Regions from separate parts of the Zea mays genome. Here region 2 is linked to region 1. A link is a contact called in public Hi-C data. All regions are on one chromosome and are shown on one strand. The core of a region is the stretch at or near the end of the contact, and the rest is flanking DNA. Distances in the headings are between cores, read along the strand shown. Region 1 holds the start of LOC100381442 (calmodulin binding protein). Region 2 holds the start of LOC100278152.

Region 1 (7,895 bases), core at 3,469-5,968:
TTAACGTACAATACAAATTGAAACATTACAAGGTACACGAATAGTGTTTTTGAAGTGACAAATTAACAAGCAACAATAGATGAGGTGAATAGGTGATACACTACAAGCGTAGCAGTTCAACGAGCAGCCATACAGGTTCCAATACAGCGACCACAAATTTAAATTTAAACTAATAATCTCTGAGATGATACAAGGTCCCATCTTCATTTCCTTCCTCAATGTGTTCAAATTGACCTCCATATTATCTTCATCTATATTGTCAATCAACTTTGGGTGCGCATAAAAGATTCTAAAATTTGTGGTGTAAGAGGGCTACAATGTTAACTTAGAATCCTACCACTAATGCTAAAAAGTTGTTTTAGAAGCTACCGTGGTAATTGGAATAGCCAAAATATCACGAACAATTAATCTCAAAGTACGGTAACAAGTACCAGCAACCTTCTACCACTAATGCTAAAAAGTTGATTTATATTCATTCTATATTGTAAATCAACTTTGGGTGCACATAAAAGATTCTAAAATTTGTGGTGTAAGACGGCTACAATGTTCACTGAGAATCCTACCACTAATGCTAAAAAGTTGTTTTAGAAGCTAATGTGGTTATTGGAATAGCCAAAATATCACGGGCAATTAATCTCAAGGTACGGTAACAAGTACCAGCAACCTTCTACGAACGGCGAATACACGACCCTCTTTCCCTCATATTTCGTAAAAAAAAAGGTGATTCAGAAAATGTATCTAAGCCCTCCAATAGTTCTCCCAAAAACTTCGCGGTCCCGAATACACGACCCTCTCTCCCTATGTTCCCAATCGCCCCAGGTCGTGCGTGTTCGCGCGCTATAGTCGCTGAATCCTGACGTGCTCCTGTGGCTGGAGGCATAGGAAATAAAAAGGCTAAATGAAAACCGACGTGAAATCAAGCCCAACTAGTATGGCCCGGCCCACTTAGGTAGCTTATAGAACAACTGGGTCCAAACAAAGAACTGCGCTCTGACGACCATAACAGCATAACTACATAGCCAGTACCACTGTCTGACAATGCTGTTAGCTTCATCCTTCACATAAGAACACTTCCATCCAACACCCAAGCAACAAGTGTGTACAAGTATGTTTCAGCATCTACACTCTTCTGTGAGACTGTCTGGCTATCCCGTGTTATCTTCCACTCGTTCCGTGATTTGCTAGGTGTTTTAGCGTCTATGACTGACTACGAGTATGTACAAATCCGTGCCTGATCACCAAAAGCTGTCCAGGTAGTAGTCTCTGGCACCCACCTCGTCGCTGACGCTGATCCCGGACAATCCGTCCGTCCGGGTCGATTCCGAGCACTGGAAGCAGAACCCGCGGGCGTGCGCGTGCGAGCACGACCTCCTCGACGCCCCTTCTTGGCAGCAGGCGCCCGTCCTCGGCGACGGCGCCTGCTCGGAGTCCGTCGCCTTCCGCTGCCTCGGCGCGCTGTGGCACCGCGTCCTGGCCGCGGAGGACGCGGTGCCGGCCATGTGCCGCGGGCTGACGAGCGCGTCCCGGTCCCGGTCCCGCTGCGTCGCGGGGCGCCGCCGCGGCGTGCTGGCCAGCTGGCTGTGCTCGACGCTCTTGGCGGGCGAGGAGGAGTCGTGGGGGGAGGCGAGCCGGGGCGTGCTCTGCGCAGTCTTGGAGCCCCGGGGGTCGCGCTCGCGGTCGCGGGCGCTCTGCCGGAACGAGACCCGCGCGGGCTGATGCTTGCCGTTGCCGCCGGGAAGGGGCGAGCACGACGGCGTCGGCGCCGCGTGGCGGTGGTGGTACTCTGGTAAGCCATCCGGGTTGTACTTGTACTTGTTGTACCTGCTGGTGATCCGTGAGGACCGGGAGCGGAGGTGGCAAGTGTCCATCTCCACGATCCGCGGGCTGCGCTCGTAGATGGAGTCCGAGCTGTCAGACAGCATCCGGCGGTGCACCGGCGCCGTCGCGAGCGGCTTCACCTGGACGTCCCGAGCATAGACCCTCTCCTGCACGAAGCACGACATATATAAGATCAACAGAACCCAGGCCGGCGCCCAGCCCCGAGGTGCAACTTCATCAACACGAACGTCGTGAATCACATGCAGCAAAAGTTCGAGAGAGAGAGAGAAAAAAAACCATGTGGGTTACTTCTTGTTCCATGGATCTCCGGTACGATGCATTCTTGACGGCGATGGAGTCGGCTTGCAGCCGCATGAGCGTCTGCAGTCTGTGCAGCGTCATGGTCGCCTGCTTCCTCACCAGGTAGCCCCGTACCAGCGCCTGGATCTTGACGAGCGACCGGAGAGCTCGGAGCGCTCTCCTAGCCTGACACCAAGGATTCGAACACATTGTCAGACTCTCCCTCTACGCCAATTCATTCAAAAAAAAAACTGTTGTCGTCCGTATATTATATTATAAACGAGTCCGGATTAGGTAGCGAGGCTCATGTCAGACTACGCGATAAATCAACTGCTCTGACGCCATACAGGGATTTGGTGGTACTGTGAAGTCTTCGGCGGCGCAGAAGAACACAGTAAACAATTGCGCGACGGATCGACGTGCAGATTTTGTATAGCAGAACGACTGTGTACCACATGGAAAAGAAAAAGGGAGCAGGAGCAGAAGTGACATCACATATGTATGATACAACAGCAGCCTCGCCCACGATAGGCAAGCCACACAGTAGCAAACAAAACAAAAGTCCTGAAGGATATGGCAAAAAAATTCCACTGAAAGAGGCGTTCGCATCATTGCACAAAAAAGAAACTTCTATACTTCATGACCTTTTTGCGCAGTTTATTTTTTAAAAAAAAAAAACAAACAATACTCCTCGCGTACGTACGATACGAGTGAACAAACCAGAGAGCGAGAAGAGTAAGCCTGGAAGCTCGGTTCGATCGCACTACGTACCAGGTAGCCTCTGAAGGTTTTCTGGATGGCGATCGCGGCACGGTGTTCTCGAGCCCTCGCGTCCTCCCCTGGCCTCCCCACCAGCTGCGACCGTTCCACCGCGGCAGCAGGAGCGACGGCGTCCGGACCCGACGACCGCGCGCCTCCGCCTCCGCTCTTCCTCTGCTTCGCGAAGCTCCACCTCCTCTTCTCCTTCTCCGGCCCGTCGCTCCAGCCGCTACCGACATGGCTCACCTCGAGTCCTCCTCCGCGCTCGTCCTTCCTGCCAGCCAGTAGCTGCCTGAGCCACCTCACGACGCGCCTCATGCTGCGCCTGCGATTCTCTGCGCACGAGAAGAACGCAAGGAAGAAAGAAACCGGTCAGCGGAAGGAAGGAACGGGGTGGGGGGCAAGGCAACCGTGCCGAGATGGGAGCCTCAACGGGCGGAATTCATCGACGTACGTAGGTAGGAGCAGGAGCAGAGCAATGAATCGAAGAAGAACTGGAGTGCCGCTGCAGATGGGAATTTTGAAGGAACGCAAACCTTTTTTTCTCTCTCGTTCGGTAGGGGAACGGCAGAGCTGCCAAACGGAGGCCAATTGTACGAGCGGATTGGAGCCAAGATCGGCTTGCACCAGCGTCAGAAAGAGAAGCTCACGAGATGGGAGCGAGAAACTTTGGAGCGGCGGCAAAAGAGAGGGCTTGGAATTAGGCAGCAGCAGATGACAGCGCCCCGGCGAGGTTTACGCGCGGCCCTCGTGCAGTGCAGGTCCAGCCCCGAAGAGGAAAACCACGTCCGCGCGGATCAGGCTGCCCGCAGTGGCTTACTGGGAACGGCACGCTATAAATATAGAGTTGAATAACCGGCCGCAGTGGTGAACTGGTTGAGTTACTGTAAACGCTACTTCCAGAGTTTGAACGAGCGCAGCCCACGATAGGTGCTGGGGCCAAAGCAAAGGACATGTGTGGTGGGGCCCACGGTGGGTATTTTTGATATATATTGATAAAAAATATGATAGTTTATATAGAGTTGAGATATAGAGTAGTTGTGGATGCGGGAGTTTGGCTACTGTATTTTAAAATGTTGATGACTAGAATAGAATATTCCTTGTAGAAATTTAGAGTAGAATGAGTGCGGATAGCCTCTAGCATGGCATGTGGAGCCGTAAAAAAAAAAGAGACAGCAGCGATCCCCACACAGCGGCGATCGGATTAGTAGGAGGAGGCGAGCGCCGGAACTGACGCGTGGGCCTCCACGACTCGGCACCGCACAGGTCATTCGCGTGGCGTCCCCGGGCCGGGCACACCCAAGACCCAGATCACGATCACGAGAGATTCCCCCGCGCGCGCTCTGCTCGCCCGTCCGAGTGCAGTGCAAGCCAACAAAACGCGCGGGGCGGGATGTTCCAAACGACCAGCTCAGAAGCGCAGTGTTGTTGCGACTCGACTGTCGACTCCCGCCCCGCCCTGCCAAGGCAGGCAGGCAGGCACACATCACATGCCACCCCCCGACGGTGCGTGCAAGGGGACAAGGACGTGGAGCCGGTAACTAGCAGCGCCCGGCAAAAGTGAAAAACAGGGTCACGCACCTAGAACGGCCGCCCGGCGCCGGTCACCGGGGAGGAGGGGGGGGATCAGATCGGCCGGCCGATTCGATGACGCCAAGATCTGCCGGTCGTGGCTTCGCGGGCGCCCACTGGGACTGGGGTAGCGTCTTCTCTTGGAAGCGAGCAGAGCACGCACGCGGGGCGCCGGGCGACCTGGATCCGCTCTGCGGCTGCTGCTGGCAACTCGGGGGGCGGCTCCGACCCTCCCTAGGACGCGCGCTCGCTACACCTCGCGCTCATGGCTGCAGGCTGCTGCTGCCCGCGCCGGCCCGGCCCCCCTCTTCTATACTATACCGTGATCTCTGGTCGCCTGACCGCGCGCAGAGAAAGTCGCCGCGTGAGAAGACGAGCGGTACTCTTTTTCTTTTCATTTTTTTGCAGTCATGCGTGCTGCCGCGGCCAGTACGTGTGATCCGGCCGGCCCAACGTTTCCTTGCGCCACGAGGCACTTCATGGCCCGACTGACTGGCTAACCACCATACCTAAATGGTCAACGATCCAGAGGTACCAACAGTACTGCTGATGGGACACAGGCTTTTGGGACGGCAACGGGAGAGCTGCACCTGCATGGGCGCCGGTGTACATGGGTTGTACTTGTAGATCTCGTCTCGTGGTGCGCCTTGCTCGGTTTCACCATGGTCTACCAGGATCCGTGGGCTCGTACAGTCGTACAGCCGACGAAGCTACAGTTGCTGCCAGCAGCGTCACCGTAGGATCCTCGAAATCTTTTTTGGGGTGATGAATAGTCCCAGATTCTCAGTCCCGTCGAAACTTTCTTTGACCTGCACAGCACGGCTGCAACTGCACGCTGTGCATCGTCAAATTCAAACGTGGCTCCCCCCACCACCCCCCCCCCCTCCAACAATTATGGCCTACATAAGATAACGACCTGTCTGGCGATGTACAGCCGGTATCAGTTTTCCTCCGTAGCGAAGCTTTAAAGGCAACGTGCAATATATATGTCCAAAAGGGTCTCCTGGCCCGACCCCCTCAAGCCCAGCTGAGTCACAACACGAGGTCTAACCTAATCCGATTCAATCTACGGGTCATGGCTCGTATCATGCCGGCCCACATGCCACCGACAAGACATAGGGCAAAGGTCGTTGTGTTGTTTATCATGCTAGTCTGGCTCGTGCCACCTCGCTCGACCCGAGCTCGGTTGATGCACGACACGAAAGGGACAGACATGGGCCAACTCATTTCGATATAGGGCCATATCATGCTAGCCCACTGGAGGCCCAGGCACAACCTGTTAGGTTGTTTATTATGCCAGGCCGACCCATGGCTCGCCGGGACTATGACAACCCATCACATTTCAACAACAATAAAGCCTAAAAACATGTAAAAATAGGGATATAAACCACGGTGGTTGGCTTTAAAAGACTATATAGATCCATCTAACCAACAAGGCACATGTATTTTTATGTTTTATACCTTATAATCATGTGTAATATATATACATGGTGGTTGGCTTAGCTCCATGGGCACCGTGATGGTCCTGGCGGCAATCGGCTCCGGTGGGGATGGAGAACGACGATGGCGAAGTCCTGCGACAGTGGGTGGAGGAGGCGGCGGTGCCGCCAACTCGATCTAAATGGGCACAGTCACCAACGATTTCGCGTCTCCCGTCGGCACCAGCGGTGATGGGAGCGAAATGGGGAGGCCACATTCGAGCTCCGGCAACTACACAACCGCAGACCATCCGTGAATCACGTAGAAGTGCACGATGTGCACTTGGACACGACGTGGAGCGGGTGCAACCACCAGCGGCATCACCGACGCTTGACCAGAAGCGTATGTCTCCAACAACGCATCATCGATGATACGAAGAACTTCACGCATACGACGAAAACGAAGAGAAACGGTAGGCTCCATGCCTTCAACCTTCTCCAACAGCGAGCGATCTCTTCTTCCCTTTGTTCTCGCGAGCACGAGCACATGCTGATAACGTGTTGTAATATAGTGAAAACGAGATTGAGAGAATCAAATGACAGAGATTGTTCTTTATTGAGGGATGTGTTCCATTACATACAAAGCACAAGGGTGCTTGTGAACACACAACTGTTCACAATATGTAACTGCGGTCTCTTGGAAAAGATCACATGTTTCCTTTTTTCTAACAATATACTCCTACCGTCCTACGTACAGTTACATATTCCCTGGAAAACGACAGCGAGCTGCCGCCATTCCCATACACATACAGTCATTGCATCCATCGTGGATGCTACCGAGTGCGTCGGCCGCGGATCAGACAGCGGCAGCATCAGCTGCATGCTACCTAAAACCACGTGCGTCTTTATGTGGCCTTGAGCAAGAATTCTCCTTTATTTGCTGGTGAGAGACATTAGCAGCAACCACCAAAATACACACTGCAGGTTGATGCATAAGGTCCATGCATGTTGACTTGTTGTCGCCTCTCGTTTTCTCTCCTTTTTTCTGGCTACGAAAAACGGGCGCCCTGTCATGTTGTCGCTGCCCTAACTAACTTGCAGAAAACCCGCTGCCGACCTGTCGTTGCGCCGTACGTACAATACGGACTTCGGAAAGTACCACTACTCCTAGTAGTAGCGATGTGTTGCTCGATAAAGAGTAGTAAGTATAAGTATACTTACATCGTACATATACGTGCACCATTTCCTTTAGCTGATTGAAATTAAAGCCAGTTAGATTATCTCTAGCAGTTTATCTATATAGCCGTACAAAACAGTATATTTACACTGTAAACTGTACTGTCTGTAAAATTAAGTTTAACGATATAAAGATGAGCCATCAAGATGGTCAGCCGGACGGGAAGTATGGCAAGCGTGCGAGTCCGGCTGCGATGGAGCCGGGAGAACCACCGGATATGTGCGAACCTGAAGCGGCAAACGTGCGAGTCTGGCTGCGACTGCGATGGAGCTAGGAGAACCACATGAGAGGCATAGTACGTGCATGGCAGAGCTATAGTTTTTGCCAAAATATCTGTGAGTCATGGCTAAAAAAAAGCTGCTATGAGATCCGCGGTGTGAAAAAAGTCAAAGGTTTTTTTTTATTGAGCAGCCCAGCCGTGACTTTTTAGGAAAACTGATTGAGTGGCCGATGCAATCGCAGTAATCGCATCGTGCAGCGCAGGCAAGTCTACGTGCCTGACGGTGCACGCATTACCAGTAGCTAGGCGACGTGACCCTTTTCAGGCTACCACCAGCGTACTCCCTCGTCCAAAAAAATAAGTATACTTCCGTAATTTGAGTTAATAAATCAATATTAGTATATATATTGTATTTATAAGAAAAGAAGTAAAAAACAACTAGAATTTAGACGGTTACATTCCTAGATGTATACTTTTTTAAGATAAAATTTTAAGCTCTATGCGTGTATTTATTATAGAACTAAGAAAGTATGTACTCCTCAGTCCATAAAGAATGCAATTTGAGCACAAT
Region 2 (7,895 bases), core at 3,974-6,473, 380 kb after region 1:
AGAAGTTTGCATGGTATTGATGGTTGTAATGTAATGATGAAATAACTAAATTAAAATAACAAAATTTATGTATGGTTTCGATCACAAATTGATTACGAAGCCTTTTTACATAACAATATAACACACATTTGAACATAGGTTATCGTGTATTATATGTTCCCGTTGCAACGCACGGGCATTTACCTAGTGTGTATATATATATATATATATATATATATATATATATATATATATATATATATATATATATATATATATATATATATATATATATATATATATATATATATATATATATATGCTTTCAAAAACTGGAAGAGATTGCACGAAATACATACATATATTCCCGTATAATAAAAGAATAGGTAGGCGCAGTTCAATCACATATAGATACTGTTCTGGGTTTACAAATCATAAGACAACCAAATTTTTAGGTGAAACCACACAAAATTATTTGCCGGAACGACACCAATTATAAACAATTCCGTTTGGACTGAAGCAGTTCCGTTTACAGGCCTTGCTCTACGAGGTAGTCGCCGAGCCTCTCGACCACCATGTTGCACTGCCCGGGGGTCATGGGCTCGTCGTAGATGCCGACCACCAGCGCCTCCCCGGTCTTCTTCACGGTTATGCCTCCAGATCCCTGGAAACCGTAAAAAGAAGGAAAGACCTGCTATGATCAGGAAGGAGAGATCGGCGGGAGATATGATCGAGATCGGCGCGCGGGCGGCGGTAGGTACCTTCTTCCCGCGGATGACGGCGCCGGGCTCGCCCTGGATGACCATGTACTTGGTGGGGCCGAGGAAGAGGCCGGTCGGGGCCAGGAACCCGGGCTCGTCGAAGTCCTTCATGATGTTGGCCATCTCCTCAGGCTTGAACTGGATCACGGCGAGCCATGCGTGTCAGCCATACGCGACCGATCCGGTCGGCGGTGGCCAGAGAGAATAAGGAAGGAACGAACGAACGGAGAGGGAGCTGACCAGCGGGAATGCGGCGCTCTGGGCCCAGACGGTGCCGTCGTGGCCGATGATGGCGGCGGAGGTGAGGTGGTGGTGGCCCTCGACCTCGCACATGAGGTGCTCGTCGACGTAGGTCTGCCACGACATCCTTTCCGGCCTTGTTGCTGCTCAGCTGCGACCTGCAAGAGGAGGATGACAGGAGGTGGAAGCTCGATCGATCTCACTGGTGGGAAGAGCTAGCGCTCACGTACGCAGGTGTGCCAGGGGGCGGCCACGGTATAAATAGAGGCGCGCGGGGGGGCGGGGGGCCGCGGCGTGGCGGAGGACTGGATCGCCACCACTTGGCGTCGGCCCTTCCTTTGGTGCGCTGTGCCTGTGCGCAGCTCGCCACTGGCCGTGATGACTCGTGCCCCCACCGCCAGCGCCAGAGACGTGCGAGATAGGCTGGACGTCGTCGCCGCCGGGCCCTGCAACGCAACTCAACTCGTACCTCCCGAGTGGCTGGCGGACCATCAGAATCTTACTTTCCAGCCTCTCTGCACGACGCGCCCCACCCTGGCCGAAAGCACCAGCCAAGCTGCTCCTGCTGGGCTGGGTTTCCTGAGCCCAAATTTTCCGATACCCCCTCCTACCCCATTTGAGGTCTGATGCATTCTGGAAGAGTTGGTAAATGAGCTTTTTTTTCCAACAAATGTGACGAGTCGAATTAAAAAAGAATCGTTGATATTACCGTGCAGATCTCCACTACATCTAGCCTATTTTCACACAAAAAAGGAATCATTGGCAACAAAGAAGCACAAAAGCATGTATACAGCTTAAAAGGAGGCATCTAGAGTATAATGATAAACTCTGACAACTGACTCCGGAGCATCTCATAAATCCAATGATGGTGCAGCTGCTCCACAGCGATCTGGCATAGTACTTCCCACCTTAAACATTTTCATACACGCATCACTTCCCACTTCAACATTTTCATGCACGCATCCAATAATCGGTCCATGTCCGGAAAAGACTATCTAGTGCTACCTACCATAGTAGTTCAGAAAAGAACCATGAAACACGAGAATTAATGCAAAATGCAGCGAGGATGAGAGCCGAAACACAGCATAATACGATATCAAGTTCTTAATACCAGCTGATATATATTGTCCGCGCGCCGATGTACATCTTAACTGACCAGAGAATTCCTACAGCATAAGGTGCCTCTCTACTAGACTACTACTAGTCTACTGCTCATGGCAAAAACAGAACTTCAATGGTTACCAGCAGCATTACGCAATTCACCTTTCATCTCAGGTCTTAAGGAGGCTAGCTGGAGCATTTTTTTTTTCCATAGATCACACCATAACTGCAGCCATCACGATGGCCAGCATGGGGAGCAAAGTGGCGAAGCATTTGGCGCATGGGACTGGACCGGAGTCGCTGCGAGCTGGAAGAGATGTTGAGTTCGTCGTGCTCATCTTATTGCTTCAGGTTACAAGGAAAAAAATGTTAGTGGAGTGTCACTGAAGTATACAAAAGGAGTGAGAGAGTATTTCGTACCCGGCAGCCAAATAGACGCAAGTGTCATAACCTGCAAGCCAGAAATAAATAAAGTAAAACAGCTTATTACATTGGTAAGAAAAAGGAAGATACATTATTAATAGAGCTTATGAAGGAACGAACAATAATCTATTGGCATGCCAATCAATAAGCTGCATTGAAATAAACGTTGCAACATTCTATCATCAAGTTCAGTCAAAAAAACATTCTATCATCAAAATTTTCATTGTTCAATATGCATGATAAGAATCCAAAAATCAAGTAAGCTATAATAAGTTAACAAAGTTAGAAAATTATAGCATCAACAGTAACTCACAAGTCTTTTCAACACTTGAAAAGGCTAACATATGAATCTGAGGGAACAGACACTGCTTATGCCTGTATTCAGAATCACAATGATCTATGCAAATTGCAATGGGGAGAAACAGAAAATCACAGGCTCAGAAGGCAAAGTCACAATTGCAAGTAGGCTACTGTTCTCTCAGACATATATATATATATATATATATATATATATATATATATATATATATATATATATATATATATATATATATATATATATATATATATATATATATATATATATAATAGCAAAAGGCACCTCATCAACATGAAATTAGTTACTCATTCCAAATTGTAAATTTTTTTGGCTTTCTAGATATATAGCTTTTTAGTAATGCATCATATCTAGAAAGGCAAAATGTTTTACGATTTGGAACGAAGAAGAAAGGGAGTACTAGTAAATGCTGCAACCATCATACCATATGAGCAACCTATGTATATAACTCCAACATCAACTAAAGACATAATCCATAACCTGAATATATGCACATGGATGTTATCATGAAACCATGCACAGCATCATGATTATCATAACACTATAACAGTAAAAAAGGATGGGACTCTTACTTGGATCTTTCGTCGTTCGTATTCCGGCACCTCCAAAGTCACAGGCCACAACGTTGGCTCCATTTTGCTGGTAGTAGCTATTGAATGCATACGAAGCATGGGAAGCTAAAGTGTCCGGCTGGTAGCAGGGTTGGCTTGGCTGAATGGCAGAACAATCTACGTTGCCTGGACCACATGCCCAGTTGAGGGCATTCTGCAGATCAGTTTCTGAAGCATTAGTTGAAGCAATACACCAGGTACCATTAGCACTTGTAATGTTTGCTCCAGTCATAACATCCACATTGCCTCGGCCCGTCCAATCAAGGCTGTAGATAGAGCTCTTATCAGGAAAAAACAGTCCCCAGTTCCTCTCCGACTCGATGCCAGGTTTCCTGTTCTCATTGAACAATGAAAATATGTAGACATCAATCTCTTCCCCTGGTTTCGCCGGTGTGCCGCTGTCATTAACAACATGGCGTATCAAATTGGTATTGTAGGTCTGAGCATTGTCTGGTGTGGCTCCAGTCTCCTTGACCGCCCCTTTGTTTGGCCACCCTGACTCAGTGATCATGATCTTCAAAGTCTTGAAGTTCAGAGCCATGAGCGCAAAGAAGATGGAATCGACCTGGGCGTCGAACATGTTAGTGTAAACCAGTCCAGTGTTTGGGTCAATCACATCCTGAGACTCTGGCGAGAACAGCGCGTAGTTGAGGGACACATTGCTCCGCGAGTTCTGGTACGCATAGTAGGGGTACAAATCCACCATGAACGGCGCCTGATTCTCCACAAGGAACTGGAGCATAGGCTTCAAGAAGTAGGCGTAGCTGCTGTTGAACGCCCCAGCAGACGGCGGGAACGACCGGGACAGTATCCCGAGCGAGTGGGTGCTGGAGATGGTGATCTTCTTGTGCAGGCCGGCCTTCTTGAGCGCGGTGTGCACATTGCGCATGGCTGGCACGACGAGGGCTGAGACGTTGGTGGGGCTCTCGGTGACCTCGGCGCCGACGGTGATGTAGGTGATCATGGTGTCCGGGTAGTATGGGAGGATGCTGTTCTTGAGCCATGTGTCGACGTTGGACTGGTACTGCGCGAAGGCGAGGAGGTCGGAGTTGGGGACGCCGACCATGAGCTCGACGCCGGTGTTGGCGAATGCCTTGATGACGTCGATGTTGGTGTCGTAGATGCGCACGTACTTGATGGACTGCTGCTGGATTAGCTGCGCCACCTTGTCTGGCGCCGGAAGGTCGTCGGCGTTGCGGCCGTAGCAGACGCCAATCTTGCCGCCGTGGCATTGCCCTGCGATTGCGCATGCGCTGTTTTGATTACCACCACCAACGCGAACGGAGCAAATGCAGTGATTGGGATTTAAAGTTCTCTTCTTTTTTCTTTTTTTCTTTTTTTTTAAATGCATCGACCAATCTTTGGTTCTGGGTTATCAATGGAAAGAACGAATATGTGTATGGATAGATTCGAATGGGGGCAGTGAAATGGAACGGAACATTCCCCATAAAAAGAGTACTCCATGTTTAAGAACACGCAGCAAAAAACATCCAGACCAAAGAGCAAGAAGAGTCGAATCGTGTACTTTTCGTCGAGCAAGCAAGGCATCTCGCCGTCCACGCGTTGCTAACAACACTAAAACAAGCACGCAACTGAAGGATCGTAACATTCTCAATAACAACAAGCCACTAGCAACTCACCGACGAGCAATAAGAAGAGGAGCACAGGGAGCGCCAGCATAAGCCGCCTCGCCATTGCCGACCGAGCGCCGAACCCTGGCACCGCCGCCGCTTCTAGCCCTCGGTGTCCGCGCTTGCAGCGGCAATGCGTCGATGGGCTGCGCGGCGGGGGCCTCACCGTTGGGGACTGGGGAGGAGAAAGAGAGCCGGAGAGGTGAGGATTGAGAGAGAGAGAGAGAGATTGAGGACAAGACGTGACAGGCACGGGCGCAGCCGCTGAGCCACTGGCTGCGACGCAGGCAGAGCAGAGGCTGCTGGATTGAAGTGCGTGACGGCTGTTGCGGGAGCGGACGCCAGCCGGTGGCTATGAAATGGAGCTGAGGGCGTTCAAACAAGGCCGGCTCAAGTCCGGAAAGGAACAGTGGAGAAACGGAACGACGAGGGCACAGGAAAAACGGGGGCGAGGAATGTCTGCTGGTAGGGAAGTGGGAAGTTGTCGCATAGGCCAGGACCACACGAACGCAAAGTGACCCACATGTCAGTCGCTGGAGTACGCATCGGTACAGCACTCCGTGAGAGGAGAAAGCTTTGTCGTTGTGGCTACGGCTTAGTACTGAAGTTGCGCTTTGGTCGAACATGCTCAATGCAGCTCTTTTGTTTCCAAAGCCAAATTTGAAATCTTGTTATTTACTGACTCCGTCCTAAAATATAATTTAATTTCGACTAAATATACATTCATTAATTAATTTATAAACATAATTTATATGTATATCTATATTTATTATCATCACGTTCCAATGTGAAAAAAAAGAGCTGAAAAGAATTATATTTTTGTACAGAATGATTATTTTATTTTTGGGCGTCTCTATCTATATGTCATCTGAAAGTAAAAATCTAGGACATAGTTTTTTTTTTTAAAAAAAATGAACTTCACTCTTCTAGCAGCATCGTATCGTTCACTTGTTGCAATGTTCCAGTACATAAACAGCTCTATAACTCCTTCGCTGACACTATGGCAGAAAATGAGAAAATAGGGACAGATAGGAGCGTGGGCTGCGGCCCAGCAAATTACCAAAGTGTGGTCGGGTTGGGCCTTAGCATAGAAGCGCGAGGTCCGCATATGCTACCAGGCCACTAATGTGAAGTGATTCCGGCCCTGGCCGCCACGCCGCCTTGTTTTCCACTTTCTCTAATCGTCTGCAGCTCTATGAGTTTCTGATGGAGAAAGACTCCAAATTTCATTTCTCTGGGTCTGAAAAGCACTGACGTCATTATTTTGTCTGATGATACTAGGGTTCCGTTTGGTTCACGAAATATGACGTAAATGATAATCGTAATAATTTACACTTAAACTTAAGTATCGACGATAACAAATTTGAATATACTGTATCAATTTTTAGTATGGTATCAAACTACGGTTGAAATTAAATAGACATAATTTAACGTTATTAGTTATCCATCACGTTACAAATATATGAATCTAACGGAGTCACCTAAATTTTGGTCGATGCGTCCGTATCTGATACGAATCGTTGTCTATTAAAAAGTTTTACACGTCTGCGTCCTATTCGATTTCGATCTCGAAGCTCACGTGTCTCTAGAGAACCATGACCTCGATATAACGCAACAGCATGTAACTAGTTTTTTTTTTAAAAAAAAAATAAAATAAAAAGTAGTACAAATCCTCGTCGCTTCATCATCTTCTCTTCTGGCGCGCTGCATGTGTAAGACGTAAGAGAAAGGCAGCGAGCTACATTCGCCGTCGGCACGTCACTGGTCATGAAGAATCACGATCTGGCTCCAATCCGCCGAACTACTCCGTATGACGACCAAATCATGGTCCGAATACCCATCCCTCCTTCTCCTTATCCATTCGGTTGACCAGCACAGGCATCCAATAAGAGATAACAATACATAACGGCGGCCCAGCTCTTGCCTGCCTGCCTGCTACCTGTTCCAATCCCAACCTCCGTCTCCCAGCAGCCGCCGGTCGGCCGCCCGCCACCTGCTGCATCCAATCCAATCCAATCCAAATCGATCCGCTCCATCTGCCCAACTGAATCGATCTCTGCCGCCGACTGGCGAATGGCCGTGCTCATTGGCTGCGGAACGGGCCAGTCCGGCCCGGTAAGGTCTATAGATGGCCAAAAAGTACGAGGCCCGTGAGCCCGGCACGAAGCCCGCTTTTTGGGCCCGGTCCGAGCCCAGCACGGTAGAATAAGCGGGCGGGCTTGGACAGGAAACTAAGCACGGCGGGCTAGCCCGGCACGACCCGTTTACCTCTAAGTCCGTTAAGCCCGTTTTTTTACACTTAAACGTGCTTACCGGCTTGTTTAGCCCGCTTTTTGGCCCGTTTTTTCGTGCCCGGCCCGTTTAGGCCCGCTGCGGGCCGGGCTTGGACAGAAAATTAAGCCCGCTGGCACAGCAGACCCGGCCCGGTTCTTGGCGGGCCCGCGGCCCGGTTCTTGGCCGGGCTTCATCGGGCCCGGGCCGGGCCGGGCGGCCCGTTTGGCCATCTCTAAGGTCACGCTACAGAGTACAGTTGCCTGTCGGATTGGGCCCGTCGGATGAAGCCGCCGCCGCCGCCACTTGCCTGCGACGCTGAACGTTTCCGCAGGAGAAATCAGGAGCTAGCTAGCTAGTTGTACCTATTGGCCGCGTGGCGTGGACTATGGACTCGAGCTGCGTCGCGTCGCGATCTTTCCATACGTTGCTTGGTTTGGAATGGATGCTCCGTTCGCTACTGAGCAGCAGAGGGAGGAGAGAGGTCGAGTCCGCGACGTCTCTTCGTACGTGTCGGGTAGGTTCGGACATGCCGTGAAGG

The links. A called contact is a pair of places that touch in the nucleus more often than the background predicts.
Region 2: a contact with region 1 is called in a Hi-C map of ear, with 2.2 times the contacts expected there. The contact joins the promoter of LOC100278152 here to the promoter of LOC100381442 in region 1. A contact is called at or near these places in 2 of 25 Hi-C or Micro-C datasets (ear and tassel).

What each region holds. Positions count from the first base shown.
Region 1 is chr3:204,417,485-204,425,379 of Zm-B73-REFERENCE-NAM-5.0, forward strand. It overlaps LOC100381442 (calmodulin binding protein), which reads right to left and starts at 4,719. Exons shown (of 4, transcript NM_001174281.1): 1 at 4,459-4,719; 2 at 2,890-3,212; 3 at 2,116-2,304; 4 at 968-1,985. The coding sequence starts at 3,195. The coding sequence ends at 1,236.
Region 2 is chr3:204,799,139-204,807,033 of Zm-B73-REFERENCE-NAM-5.0, forward strand. LOC100278152 reads right to left here and starts at 5,224. Exons shown (of 4, transcript NM_001320344.1): 1 at 5,093-5,224; 2 at 3,414-4,688; 3 at 2,502-2,532; 4 at 2,069-2,426. The coding sequence starts at 5,147. The coding sequence ends at 2,297. LOC100283110 (profilin A) reads right to left here and starts at 1,212. Exons shown (of 3, transcript NM_001156012.1): 1 at 981-1,212; 2 at 741-878; 3 at 348-643. The coding sequence starts at 1,106. The coding sequence ends at 509.